Linked DNA regions of Mus musculus: region 1 is linked to region 2. The links are chromatin contacts, called in public HiChIP or PLAC-seq maps. All regions are on one chromosome and are shown on one strand. The core of a region is the stretch at or near the end of the contact, and the rest is flanking DNA. Distances in the headings are between cores, read along the strand shown.

Region 1 (6,181 bases), core at 443-2,942, 550 kb before region 2:
GCCTGCTGCATTGGTAACCCTCCCCAGCATCCCTGGAGAGACACCATCCCAGTGTTCTATACAACAGGCAATAAGTAAACACCTGTTGGGGCTAGTGCCATCGATATTGCCCGTGCTCAATTAAATATGTCATTTGTTTGGGAACTGGGGGGCCTTCTGTGTGGCAGTTTCAACGTTAATAAACGAATGAGTAAGTCAGCAAACAAGTAGATGACGCCTCCCGCCCCAACCCCCAGCTCCCTGCTATCTGGCTCCTGTCTGGCCCCTTCACAATTACCTCCTGATACTTGATATTAGGGCTCTGTATCTTGTAGACTTTAGTTTCTCTTACCCCCCCCCCCCACTTCCCCCAAACTCTAGGGTTCTTCAGGGAAAAAACCTTGTTCTCCGAAGTACCCAGAAGGCTTAGTGCTGCATCGGGCTCCAAGTAGGAGGCAGTACATAAGAGAACACTGAGAGGGGCCCCATTTCCAGTTGTTAGGCAGGTGGGAGTCTATCAGCTCTCTCTTTTCCTAAAGAAGTCTCTGTGTGCTGTCAGTCTATCTCTCCAGGCTTTGGGGACAATAGTCCCGGGGAGGAGCTGAGATAGGAGGGTATTCCTCCTCCATGCTGAGGGTTTTGGCTGCTGGGAGACTGAGCTGAGAGACACTAATGCTGACTCTTTGAAAAAAGACATCCCAGACTGCCCTGAGATTCAGCTCCTGGCGTTCCTCAGCCCAAGATACCCTGGTGCCTGCCTGTCTTCCACAGAATGAATGGTCTGGGTGTGTCAAGCAACCCCCTCTGCTGAGAGACAATAGCCTGGAAAGCTCCTGTCTCTACCCCCTGCAAATGCCCAGCGTGGAACAAAATTCTCAGACCGCATATCGTGTTATTGGAAACTCCTGCCTTAGCAGCAGGCAGACCTGGCTTGCAATCCAGGCTGGGCGACCTTAGGCAAACCTCTCCTCTGACTCTCAATTCCTTCATTTGGAAAACAGATAAAATGCAGTATTGAAGGAAGAGGGTTCTGTGAAGGGCCCCAAGGCCCTCTACAGATAGTATTCCTCTCTCCCCACCCCCTACCCCAGCCTCATTCACTGAGGATTTATGCAAGGACCTTTCTTTCTGAATCTGTAAAAGGGACCACCCATTTTCACCATTTGCTTAGGCCAGACAGACAGGCAGATGGTCTAGCTCTTCAAGGCCAGCCACCCCAGACCACAGTGAACAATCTGGTCTTGGCTGGATGGTGCACAGGGAAAGTTTGGGACTCACCATATACTCCATGTTGGCAGCAGGTGGGTGTACGCTGGCCCGGATGTGGTTGTGATAATCCAGTAAAGCGCTCATGTCCCGAGCAGAGATGTGGCGCTTCCGGCGGTGCCGGGGCACCCCCAGGCCAGACAGGGGCCACACAGCTGTGTTCTTGGGTCGGCCCTGGACCAGTGTGGTGTTGGGCATCCGTAAGGCCCCCACTGTGTGACCCATCCAAAGGAGAAGGCCTGTGAGGCCCACGATGCTGGACAGAAGAGGCATAGCTGTCTGGGATGGTGTACCTGTCTGGTGCAGTTAGAGCTGCTGCCTAGAAGAGGTGGGTATGAGAAGGCCAAACCCTGAGAACTCTCCTTGAGCACTGCCAGTCTGGAGAATGCTCCTTGGGAACTTGGCAGAGATCCTCTGACCCAGCTCTCGTCCCGATACTCAATCCTTCCTCCTTGCTCCCTGGACTCAGTGGGTTAGGTGATGAGAAGTGCCCAGACAGTGGCTAATTCAGACTGGGCTTGGGAGTGGGAAGTTGCCACCACCTCAAAGCCAGGGCTCTGTCGCATCTGTCCAGGAGACAGACGGCCATCCCCTCTGGCCAAATGCCTTCTTTACCAATCCCATAATGTTGGGCTCAGTAGATGCCCACAGAAGCAGGACAGGCCCTTTTCTGAGTGAAGTGGCCTCAGGATGGACGGGGTGACATGGGAAGGTCAGATGGCAGAAGATGACAGAGGCAGAGAGGACATCGGAGGTCAGAGAAAAAGACAAGGAGAGGCAAACAAAAGGAGACAGAAAAAGGGGGATTCGAAAGAAACAGGAAGAAGGAAGAGCAGAGAGTTGTCATGAAAAGAAACTGTGGCAGAAATGGAGGCAAAGGGAAATAGAATTGAGGAGAGGAGAGGAGGGGAGGGGAGGGGAGGGGAGGGGAGAGGAGAGGCCAGGAAAGGCTAGGGGAAACCAGGCATCAGGTTCTCTGGGGGGCACATACCCAGAACAGGTGGCCCCAGGAGGTGGCAGGAGGTGGTGGAGAAGTCAGGGGACCTCTACAAATACTCTGGTAGTGCAGCGACTTTAAGGTCCCCGGGGAGTGATGGCCTCTGATGTCCCAGCCAGCAGCCCCCTCCTTCTCTAGCCAGCATATTCAGGGAGTGAGGCCCCGCCTGCCTCTCCTGTGGGCTTTCCTCTCCAGCTCTCTCCTCCTGCTCCCTTTGCCATCTGGAATGTGCAGGGGCTGTGGCTGAGCTGCCAGCTGGCTGGAGATAGAGTGATGAGGTAGGGATCCTGGAGGGAGAATCCCATGCATCCATGGAGATCCCAGACCCTTGTAGAACAAGGCAGCAGGAGAGAGTTCTGACTTCTCCCAAGGAAGCCCGTAGCCTCCGGGTGGGCAGATATGACGGCGGTCCAGGTATGAGCATCTAATATGTGCCACACCCTGGGATGAGAGCTTTACACACACAAGCTCAGCCAACATTCAGAGGCGCCACAACCCCTCTCTGTACCATTCTGTAAAGGAAGACTCTGAAGCTCCCAGAGGTGAAGGAAAAAGGCGCCTTCAAGTAGAGCCTAGGTTCAAATCCAAGTCTGTTCCCCGGAGCCCTGTTAGCATGAACAAATGATGTTCTGTTCTGTAGTCAAACAAAATACAGATGTCTGAGGTGAACCCCACTCAGACAGCATGGTGTGTGTGTGTGTGTGTGTGTGTGTGTGTGTGTGTGTGCGCAACAACAAAGCGCTTCAGACCCTGTCATTCCACTCACTGCTAAGCGCCCATGAGCGGTTGATTTGCGGAACTGTTTTATCCTCACTGGTACAGAAGAGCGAATAGAGACACCTGTCTCATCACCTGCCTCGTCAAACTGTTGTGAGAGCCAATGAGTCACTGTTTGTGGAGCTACAACGGCAGCTGGCACACAGTGTGCTTCCTGTGGGTGTGTGCATGCATGTTCATACATGCTCTTATTTAACTGTCTGCACCTGTGTGTCGTGTGTGTGCTAGTCCAGTCGCACCTCCGTAGGCGTGCGGGCTTCTGTGTCCTCGCATGTACATCCAGGTGCCTGCATGAGCATACGTGTGACCGTACATACGTGTGTGGATGTGATTTCATCTCCACTGGTCTCTGAGTTGCTGAAGCTGTAGATTTGGCATTTGTTTTCCTCATCTTTGGTTGCTCATATTCTGCATAAATAACCATCATTCCTTGCATACGAGGAGAGTCACACTTACAGGGGATGTGTGTAAAAGGGTAATGGATGAATAACCCCCAGGCTGGGCTGGAGAGTTGGCTTAGTGGTTAAGAGCGCTTGCTATTGTAAAGGACCTGGGTTCGATTCCCAGCACCCACATGGAGGCTTACCACTTCTTAGGGTACCAGGCACACAAGTGATGTACAGACAGACAGACATGCAGGCAAATCACTCACAAACATAAAATAATAAAAATCTAAAAAGAAGTGTATTTTGTTTTTTTTGGGTTGCTTGTTTGTTTTGTTTTGTTTTTGTTTTTAAGGACCCCCCCCCCCAGGCTGAAGCAAGTTGGGAAGTGGCAGGTCCCTGCCCAGCTGGTGGTACAGGAACTACTTGGGCTGGCCCACTCAAACTGGGTCTTCCTCCAGACACTCGAAATCCTAGCTCCAGGCTGTCACTCAAACTGCTCCTCCACAGCCCAGACAACACGGCTGCCAAAGCACACACTCTCCTGCTGCAGCTGTCCCCAGCCACAGCATCCCCCAGCTCGCTTAAATGACCCACTGGAAACTAAAGGAGACTGTGGGAGGCTGTGATCCCTGACCTGAGCAGGGCCTTCCCACCACAGGGCAAGAAAGCAGACACAAAAAGCCCTAGCTCTTGGGGATAGAGGACTGTCCAGTTATATCCAAACCCTGCTGGTTGCCCAACCTTGACCACTCCCATGGGAAGTGCCCAAGCCTCGCTTTTGAGCTTAGCATCAATGGTTCCAGTACACCGGGCATGAGTGAGGCAGAGATGCATCTATCCTACAAATGAGTGCACTAAGGCCTTCTTTGCTCTAGATAAGGCTGATCTATTTCCTCGAGGCAGATTTTCAGCAGGAAAAATAGCCAGGGTAGGGCAGGAAATCATTAGGGGTGGTCTGGATTAGGAACTTTTGGTTATTTTCTCTCAATGACTTCTATTCCTGCTGGGTTCAGCTTCTTGCCTTCTCTGGGCTGGAGCAAATGAAGGGAAGTTCTTCCAGAGACTGGTCTCTGAGGCTATATAGTTTGGTGGGTCACAGGTAAGGCTGAATCCAGACAGCCTAGGTTACTGGCCCAGCCCCAATGATTCCTAGCTGTGTGACCGTGACCACCAGCAAGCTACTCAGTCATTCTGTGTCTCAGTTTCTTCATCTAGAAAGTGGAACCACAGGGCTGGAGAGAGGGCTCAGTGGTTAAGCGTGCTCGCCGTTCTTCCAAAGGACGAGTTTGGTTCTTAGCATGCACGGTGAGTGGCTCCAGGGAGATCTCTTGGCTTCTCTGAGCTTTGCACGCACATAAACATACATGCACACATAACACACACACACGCACACACACACACACACACAGAGAATTAAAAATAATAAAAAGAATGAGGTGGAGCCCAGGCACGGTAGCACACAGCTTTAATTCCAGCACCCAGGAGCTAGAAGCAGGCTTTGAATTCAAGGCAGTCCTGGGCTACAGAGTGAGTTCTCAGTCAGCTAGGGCTACAGAATGTAACAGTATATTTATTCTCCTGTAATAATTGTCATCTGTGAGGCTGACTGCCTCCTGCTAACCCAGGCCTAGTCCTGGAAGCTTCTAGCCTCAGTACAATCTTATCTGGGCCTAGAATGTTTTCTGACCTACTGCTGAGTGAGCACATCCTTTCTTGTTCTTTCTGATCTCTGGCTGGCAGATTCAACTCAGCCTTTCCGGCTCAAACGCCTCGCCAAGCTGACTGACTTAACCCGGCTTCTCTCTCTTTGCCTCTCCTGAATTGCTCTGCTTGACCTCAAACTGACTCTTGCAATCTGGGCTAAGCTTCTGGCTTCTTCTCAGTCTCTGGCTTGTTCTCTCTTCAATCTGTCTCTGTAAAACTCTCCCAGTAAAACTGCCTCTCCTTTCTCTTTTTCCTATGGTGCTCTCTTAAGTAGCCACTCTTTCCTGTCTTCATTGGAAATGGGCAGATACTCTTCTGTCAATCTATCGCTGATTCGTCACTTTGTCTGCCACTCAATTAGACATCACTTTCAAGCACGGGTGCTTCCTTCTACAAACTAACTTTACCTTCATTGGTTGGGATTAAAGGTGTGTACTAAGGCTGAGCCACACCACAACTAGAAACAGGTTTTTTTTTCCCCAGTAAACAACACAATCTTGGGGTTCACAGTATGATAAAATATCTTGCATCAACAGGGTGACACTCTATCTCAAAAAAAAAAAGATTAAATTACATTTATCACAGCACACCTGTGATGGTAAAAAAAAAAAAAAAAAAAAAAAAAAAAAAAAAAAACCAAAACCCTATAGGAATCAACTTTCTCTTCTACCATGTGAGTGCCAGAGACCAACCAGAGACCAACTCAGTCGGTTAGGCTTACCCACTGAGCCATCTTGCTGGCTCAAGTTAGTATCTAAGACCTTCACTGAAATGCCTGTCACAGGACAAGCTGACAATAGTTATAGTAACAGCTAATACTGATATCAGTAGTCAACCTTTACAGAGCATATGGGGGATGGCAGGGTCTAAATGCTTTATACCTGCAGGCCTGTTAAGGCTCATTCCATCTTCATGATATCAGCACCCCTGCTCTCCAGCTGACAACGTGGATGTTCAGAGAGGCTAAGCAGTTTGCCCCCTTGGAAACAGGAGTCTAGCATAGGTCTCTCCCACTCCCCAGCTCGAGGTTGTACCTGAAACAAGAGTGTGGGCCAGGAGACTGCTGCTGGGC
Region 2 (6,060 bases), core at 2,896-5,395:
TATGCGTATAAAGGTGAAAAACAATTTTAGAAGGGTGAAAAGGCTGGGCGTGGTGGCACCGGCCTTTAACCCCAGCATTTGGGAGGCAGATTTAGGGGGAATCTCTTGAGTTTCAGGCCCGCCTGATGTACAAAGCAAGTTCAAGGACAGCCAGGGCTACACAGAGAAACCCTGCCTCAACAAAACAAAACAAAAAAACCAGTAACAGAGTGACAAGCAACGTCCTTACCCACCATCCACACCTTGAACAAGTGTGGACCCTCCAGACCCCTGAGCCTGACTTACTAGGAATAATGAAGGCGGTTGTAGGCAGCTGAGGGTGGGGACCTGCGCTGTCTCTGGCCACCAGGTGCACGTTGACCTCCCCTGTGGAAGACCCTTTCACTGTCCTTAGTATCTCCATGTCAGTGTGCCCCTCCATCCAGATGTGTCTACAAACCAAACACAGCCACCAGGGTGATGAGGACAGGGAGGGGGAGGGGCTTCTTGGAGGAGAAACTGGCCATTCTCAAGCCAGCAGCTTAGAAAGGTTTCATCTCTGAGTAGACGTTTTAGGACGCCAGCAGCAGTTGTGACTCCTGGCCTTTACCTAGGTTATTGCTAGAACTCTGGCCAGGTCCTGCATCCTCCCCTGCCTTTTATTTGTAAGGGTGGGCATAGTGGTATGTGTGAGGTACCCCTAACAGTGTGCACACTATGTGTATGGAAATGGATTATAGGATACATGACTCAGGCCAAGATCTGGCTTTGACCAATGACAAGGGCCAGGCTAAGTCCAAATTCACTTCTTTCTAGGTCCTCCACTTCCATTCCCTATCTTCGAGAACTCAGAGTCTTCACGAACCATCCAAACAGGATTGGTCTTTGTGGAAGGTGACATCTTCCCTGACCCTGCCCTTTTGCGTTTCCCCATACACCACTCCCTATAAGCCCAGGCACAGCCGTGGAGGATTCGGTTGAAAGGGGGTTTGTAAAGCCTCCACGGAAACATCTGTTAAACACATACACATACCTGAATAGCAGAAGGGTGGTATATGATACCTAGTCAACACAAGATCCAGAAGCCGGGGGCTTTAACTTACTAGCCAAGCATGAATCCCGTGTTCAAATCCAGCAGAGAGGTTGGGGGATGGATGGGGAGAAATGGAAGAGAAGAGAAGGAATTGTATTCTGTGGTGTGATTGCTACTCAGCGCCTCCTAGCAGCGCTTGGCAACGGCGTCTGGCATATATGATAAGGAAGGAGTAAGGCTTAGCTTAGGACGGAGTTTTTGAATTGGTCTCTCAGCGTCTCTACATTTACTTAATACCTGTGATTGCAGATAAGTAACTTTCCCACTCTGAGCCCCAGATTCTTAAGTGTAAAATAAAATAAAAATGATGATGGCACCTACCTCGGGGGGCTTTGGTAAATGCTGGATGTGACGTAGCGATACCAGAAGGTCTTCAACAAATAGGGATCCTCTCGCTCCCTTCAGACAGAAGCTCCAGGGAGCTTGGCAGCTTCCAGCCAGTAACATGGACCCTGCCTACTTGCAAAATCAGGTGCAATGGCTGCTGTTTCGTGCCCACCCTCCTTCCCTCCTGCTCGCCTTGTTTGTTCACTTATTTCCTAGGCTTTCCTCCCTAAAACACAGAATATGTTATAGATGTCTATCATTAAAAGTCTAAAGCTGTGGTATAAACAGGTAGACAGGGTCAAAAAAAAAAAAAAAAACGAGTGTTTAAAACTTGCAATCCAGAATCCCCCAAATTTCAGTCCCAATTATTTTGCTTTTCATGGCTGAAGAGTTTGTACCACTTAGAAATATTTACTCTGATTTTACGTGTATGGTTGCTTTTGCTGGAATGTTTGTGGGCACCACGTGTATGCAGTACCTGTTGATGCCACCAGAGGGCTTCTGATTCCCCCCCCCCCAAGCGGCACCCCCCCCCCAAGCAGCCCTGCCCCCCCCAACTGAAGTTCCAGATGATTGTCAGACACCATGTGAGTGCTGGGAACTGAACCTGGGTGGTAGGCAAGAGCAACGAGTGCTCTTAACCCTGCGCCATCTCCCCACCCCCACCTTTGCATCATATTTATTTATTTATTTATTTATTTATTTATTTATTTATTTTTGTAGTTTTTCGAGACAGGGTTTCTCTGCATAGCTCTGGCTGTCCTGGAACTCACTTTGTAGACCAGGCTGGCCTCGAACTCAGAAATCCCCCTGCCTCTGCCTCCTGAGTGCTGGGATTAAAGGTGTGTGCCACCACGCCCGGCTTACTTGGGGCTGGAGAGATGGCTCAGCAGTTAAGAGCACTGACTGCTCTTCTGGAGGTCCTGAGTTAAAATCCCAGCAACCACATGGTGGCTCACAACCATCTGTAATGGGATCTGATGTCCTCTTCTGGTGTGTCTGAAGACAGCTACAGTGTACTTACATTAAATAAATAAATAAATAAATAAATAAATAAACAAATAAATAAACAAACAGACAAATCTCTTGTTTCAAATACTGGAGAGATCAAGAAGAGTGGCTTATTCAAAAAACTTTGTTTCAAAAACCAGCCCCACGTAGCAGGTGTCTCAGAAGAAGCTGAAGATGGCCTTTCTAATCCAGCTAGATGCCTGGTCTCAGCAAGTCCAGGTCTCAACACTGCACTGCACTCTGGGGGCTATAGGTGCCACCAAGACAAGGGGCTCTCATGAGGCTTATACTTTAAAGATAAAGGATGAGGTTGGAGCTGGGACGGATTTGAAAGATGTTGTGTGACGATGGTATTTGAAACAGAGAAATGACTACAGGGAAAAGAGTGGAGCCTTGGAGAACCCAAACATGTTGGGAGGGCAAAGGGGACCCGTGTCAATGAGAGAAAAGCATTGAGTGAGACCCTTCTGGAACATAATGATAACTGTCAGCCATCAGCCTCAGGCTCTCTACAACTGGCCCGGGAAGTGTCTCTCAAGTGCTCTCTCCCTCGGTCAGCCATACATGATTAGTTCATAGAGGGCTAGAAAGACCCCATGCCTTTACCTTCATTTGAGGGCTCTCTTCCGGGCCATCTCAGGTTCAGGGCTTCCTGCTCCTCAGGCTGAGGCCTCTGCTGGGACTACGCCAGCATTTCAACATCTCTGCCCAATCTTGTTGGTTTCACAAGGCTACTCTCATAAACCTAGTCTATGATTCCAGGGAGTCCTACCTAAAACAAGAGTGGTTGCACACAGTAGATGCTCAATAAACTATTTCTGAATGTGTCCCTGCTGTTGTCACTTGCTGTCGAGTTTTTGATGGATAGACAGGCACACACACACACACACACACACACACACACACACACACACACACACACACCACACCAGAGTTTTTTGAGACCATAATACAAACAGCAGACATCCAATAAAAGCCCCGGTGGTAGGTGCTGGAGAAACAGGGCAGCTAGTGGTGGATGCACACAGCACACTTGGGGGTGGGGTGGGGAATTCCCCCAGCTCGCTCTCTGCCGCAGCTAGCCGGTAGAAGCAGTCCTGAGCGGCTGGAGTCTCCAAAACCACCACCCACCTCCTTGGGACTAATGCAGACAGTCGCGGGAGGGGCGGTCACTGATCTGTCCGCTCTGCAGAAGAGTTACTTTCTAACCGCTAAAATGGCGGAATTCTTTACATCACCCCCCACCCCCCCTTTATTTCCAAAAATTTTAAAATCCTGTTTTCTGCTAAAAATATTGAAGATCAATTACAGTGGAAAGTTTGCCAAATGGCCTATGGATAGCCCACACTCGCCCTCCACACCCTCTTATTAATGGAAACTCTTGATAGCATCTCTCTGCAAGGCCGAGGCTCTGCCCTCCCTACCGCTCTGGATGCAGAGAGTGTCAGTGGGCTCGCTCGCCAGCAGCCAGCAAGCCCCCACCTGCAGCGCCACAGCCCAGAGTCTGCAGAGCCACCTCCCCAGCCCACAGCCGGTGCCGCAGGAGCTGGAAAAGGACCTGGGGCGGTGCCTGCGGGACCCCAGGATTCGCCGTGAGGACCGGGATTGGGGTGTGGCGACCTGGGAGCGCCCAGCCAGAGACCACTGCCCCGTTCTTACCTGCATGGCTAGCGGTTGCCGCCCGCACCGAGCGACCGACCGTGGGAGCCTGGTGCGGCGCGCGCCTGCGCACACAGGGGGGCGGGCCTGTTCCCTGCAGAGCGGGCGCCGAGCTCCTTTGCTGGGGTGGGGGGTCTGCATGGCTATGGCCTCAGGTTGCAGCTTTTGCTTTCCGTCGGAGCCTGGGGGTGCAGGCTTAATTGCCTCTTCCCGTAAAACCCGCTTGCTGCGCTGGAGAAGTGGGTGGAGATTTTTATAGTATCCTGGGAACCACGGAGCCGGGAGAAGCAGGAAGCCTGATGGATCTCCTCCAGCTGGTCTGTACCCGGCAAGGCTGCAACCCTGCCTAAGTCGGGTTCCCCATTTGGAGAAGGGGACTTCAGGAGTTTCAGGGAACTCCTAGGATGGGTGAAGAGCACGCACAGCCAGAGCAAGGAAGCCATGGGCTTGGCTTGGCATCAAGCACCCCAGCCGCACCAGCCTTTGGATGACCTATTAGTTGACGATGTGCCCTGGAAACATCACTGTACCTTCTGCGCTTCCATTGAACATTGGAAGACTATTATGCCATATTCTAGAGTTCGAGAATGGTTCCTTTTGTGTCGATTTGAGCAAATGTGCTCAAAGCAAAAGGCTCCTCTTGTGCCTTCCATTTCCTTAATTGATCTGTCGCTACCAGACCGCTACTTTTATTGGTTCTAACTCTGGCACTGCTACTGCGTCTGTATCATCAGAGACCTGAGTAACTCAGGAGTTTAAGAGACCCTGCACTCTAGGAAGGAAGCCCACCACTTTTTAGTATCCCCGGTTCCGAGCAAAGTGGGTACTAATAAATGTCTTCTGATTGACTGATCCATGTGAAAGAGGTTAACTCTTAGCGCCCCAGTTCCCGCTTACACACTGATTTTTAATTCTACTCCCTTATTTTGCAGAAAACAGGTCTATTTGGCTTAGGTAGTAGCCATCAGCCAAATCTTTAGACTTAGCCCGGATGAAAAATACTCATTTAAATGGTATATTCTTCCAATTGCTGTGATCAAGTTTAAATTTATGTAGATCTTAACTATTCGTTACATGTGTTCTGCTTTGCCTCCATGGTTTTAATCATTTTGTATTTTTAGGAACAAGATTAGTCAGAAAAGGATGGAGATAACCATATCCATAGAAGACTCTTTATACACACATCACTGTTTTCTTATTTCTATCCAGACTCTACTTATTTAAAGATTCCAAAATGGTTAAGTATTAAAGTGGTAAACCTATTTGAACACATGGTTTCTCAATTACAAATCTTTTTTAGTGATTCAAACAGATGCAGTGAATTTGAGCAGGGAGGACCCAGACAGCTCACAGACATCAGTTGCTACTTTTTGCTCTTTTACAGTCACTGGTCTTAATACCTGACTTGCTCATTCCAGCACCCTCAGGGATGGAGAGACCCTTCCAGGCTGAAGTGATGTGGGCAGCTCTGCCCCTATGCTCACTGTACCCTGCGGGCTCCCGCCTGCTTTTAGGAGGAAGTCCAAATGTTTCCTTTATAGTCCACCTTCTTCCCAAGAGTGGGCCCAGATGGTGTTGCCATACAGAGGTGTGGAGGGAATTGTTTGGAAGCAGCCCATACTTCCTGTTTCTATCAGAACTGAAGTCACTGATTCAGTAGTTCAAGGATTTCAGAAGACCAGGGGTTTGCCCTTCGTGCCTGAAAATGTTTCTGCTTCTATAGACACATCAGACTGTGCAAACTGGTAATCTTAACAGAAACCCAAGGGCTGCATAAAGATACTACCAGAGGGCTTAGAGAGGTCGCTCAGTGGTTTAGGGCTCTTGTTGCTCTGGCTGAACAGCAAATGTGGTGTTTGGGGACCATGAAATCAGCCTGTGATAACCTTACAAGACTATGTGGAGGACTAGGAAAACACAGGCCACTTGGGGTGGGGCTCAGAAATCATTTGTTACTTGGATGCTCAGCGCTTAGTGGAGACAAGTCAGTC

The links. HiChIP or PLAC-seq counts read pairs in DNA pulled down with a chosen protein or histone mark.
Region 1: a contact with region 2 is called in an H3K4me3 HiChIP or PLAC-seq map of craniofacial prominence, with 5 times the contacts expected there. The contact joins the promoter of R3hdml here to the promoter of L3mbtl1 in region 2. A contact is called at or near these places in 1 of 39 promoter capture datasets (stem cell-derived epiblast-like cells), 1 of 115 datasets of contacts at active chromatin or transcription factors (craniofacial prominence) and 2 of 9 other capture datasets (embryonic stem cells and pancreatic islet).

The regions. Positions count from the first base shown.
Region 1 is chr2:163,487,829-163,494,009 of GRCm38.p6, reverse strand. It overlaps R3hdml (R3H domain containing-like), which reads right to left and starts at 1,692. Exons shown (of 5, transcript NM_001099331.2): 1 at 1,258-1,692. The coding sequence starts at 1,518. It overlaps Hnf4aos (hepatic nuclear factor 4 alpha, opposite strand), which reads left to right. Exons shown (of 4, transcript NR_027970.1): 4 at 1-206.
Region 2 is chr2:162,941,550-162,947,609 of GRCm38.p6, reverse strand. L3mbtl1 (L3MBTL1 histone methyl-lysine binding protein) reads right to left here and starts at 4,145. Exons shown (of 23, transcript NM_001081338.2): 1 at 4,070-4,145; 2 at 3,017-3,182; 3 at 286-431. The coding sequence starts at 421.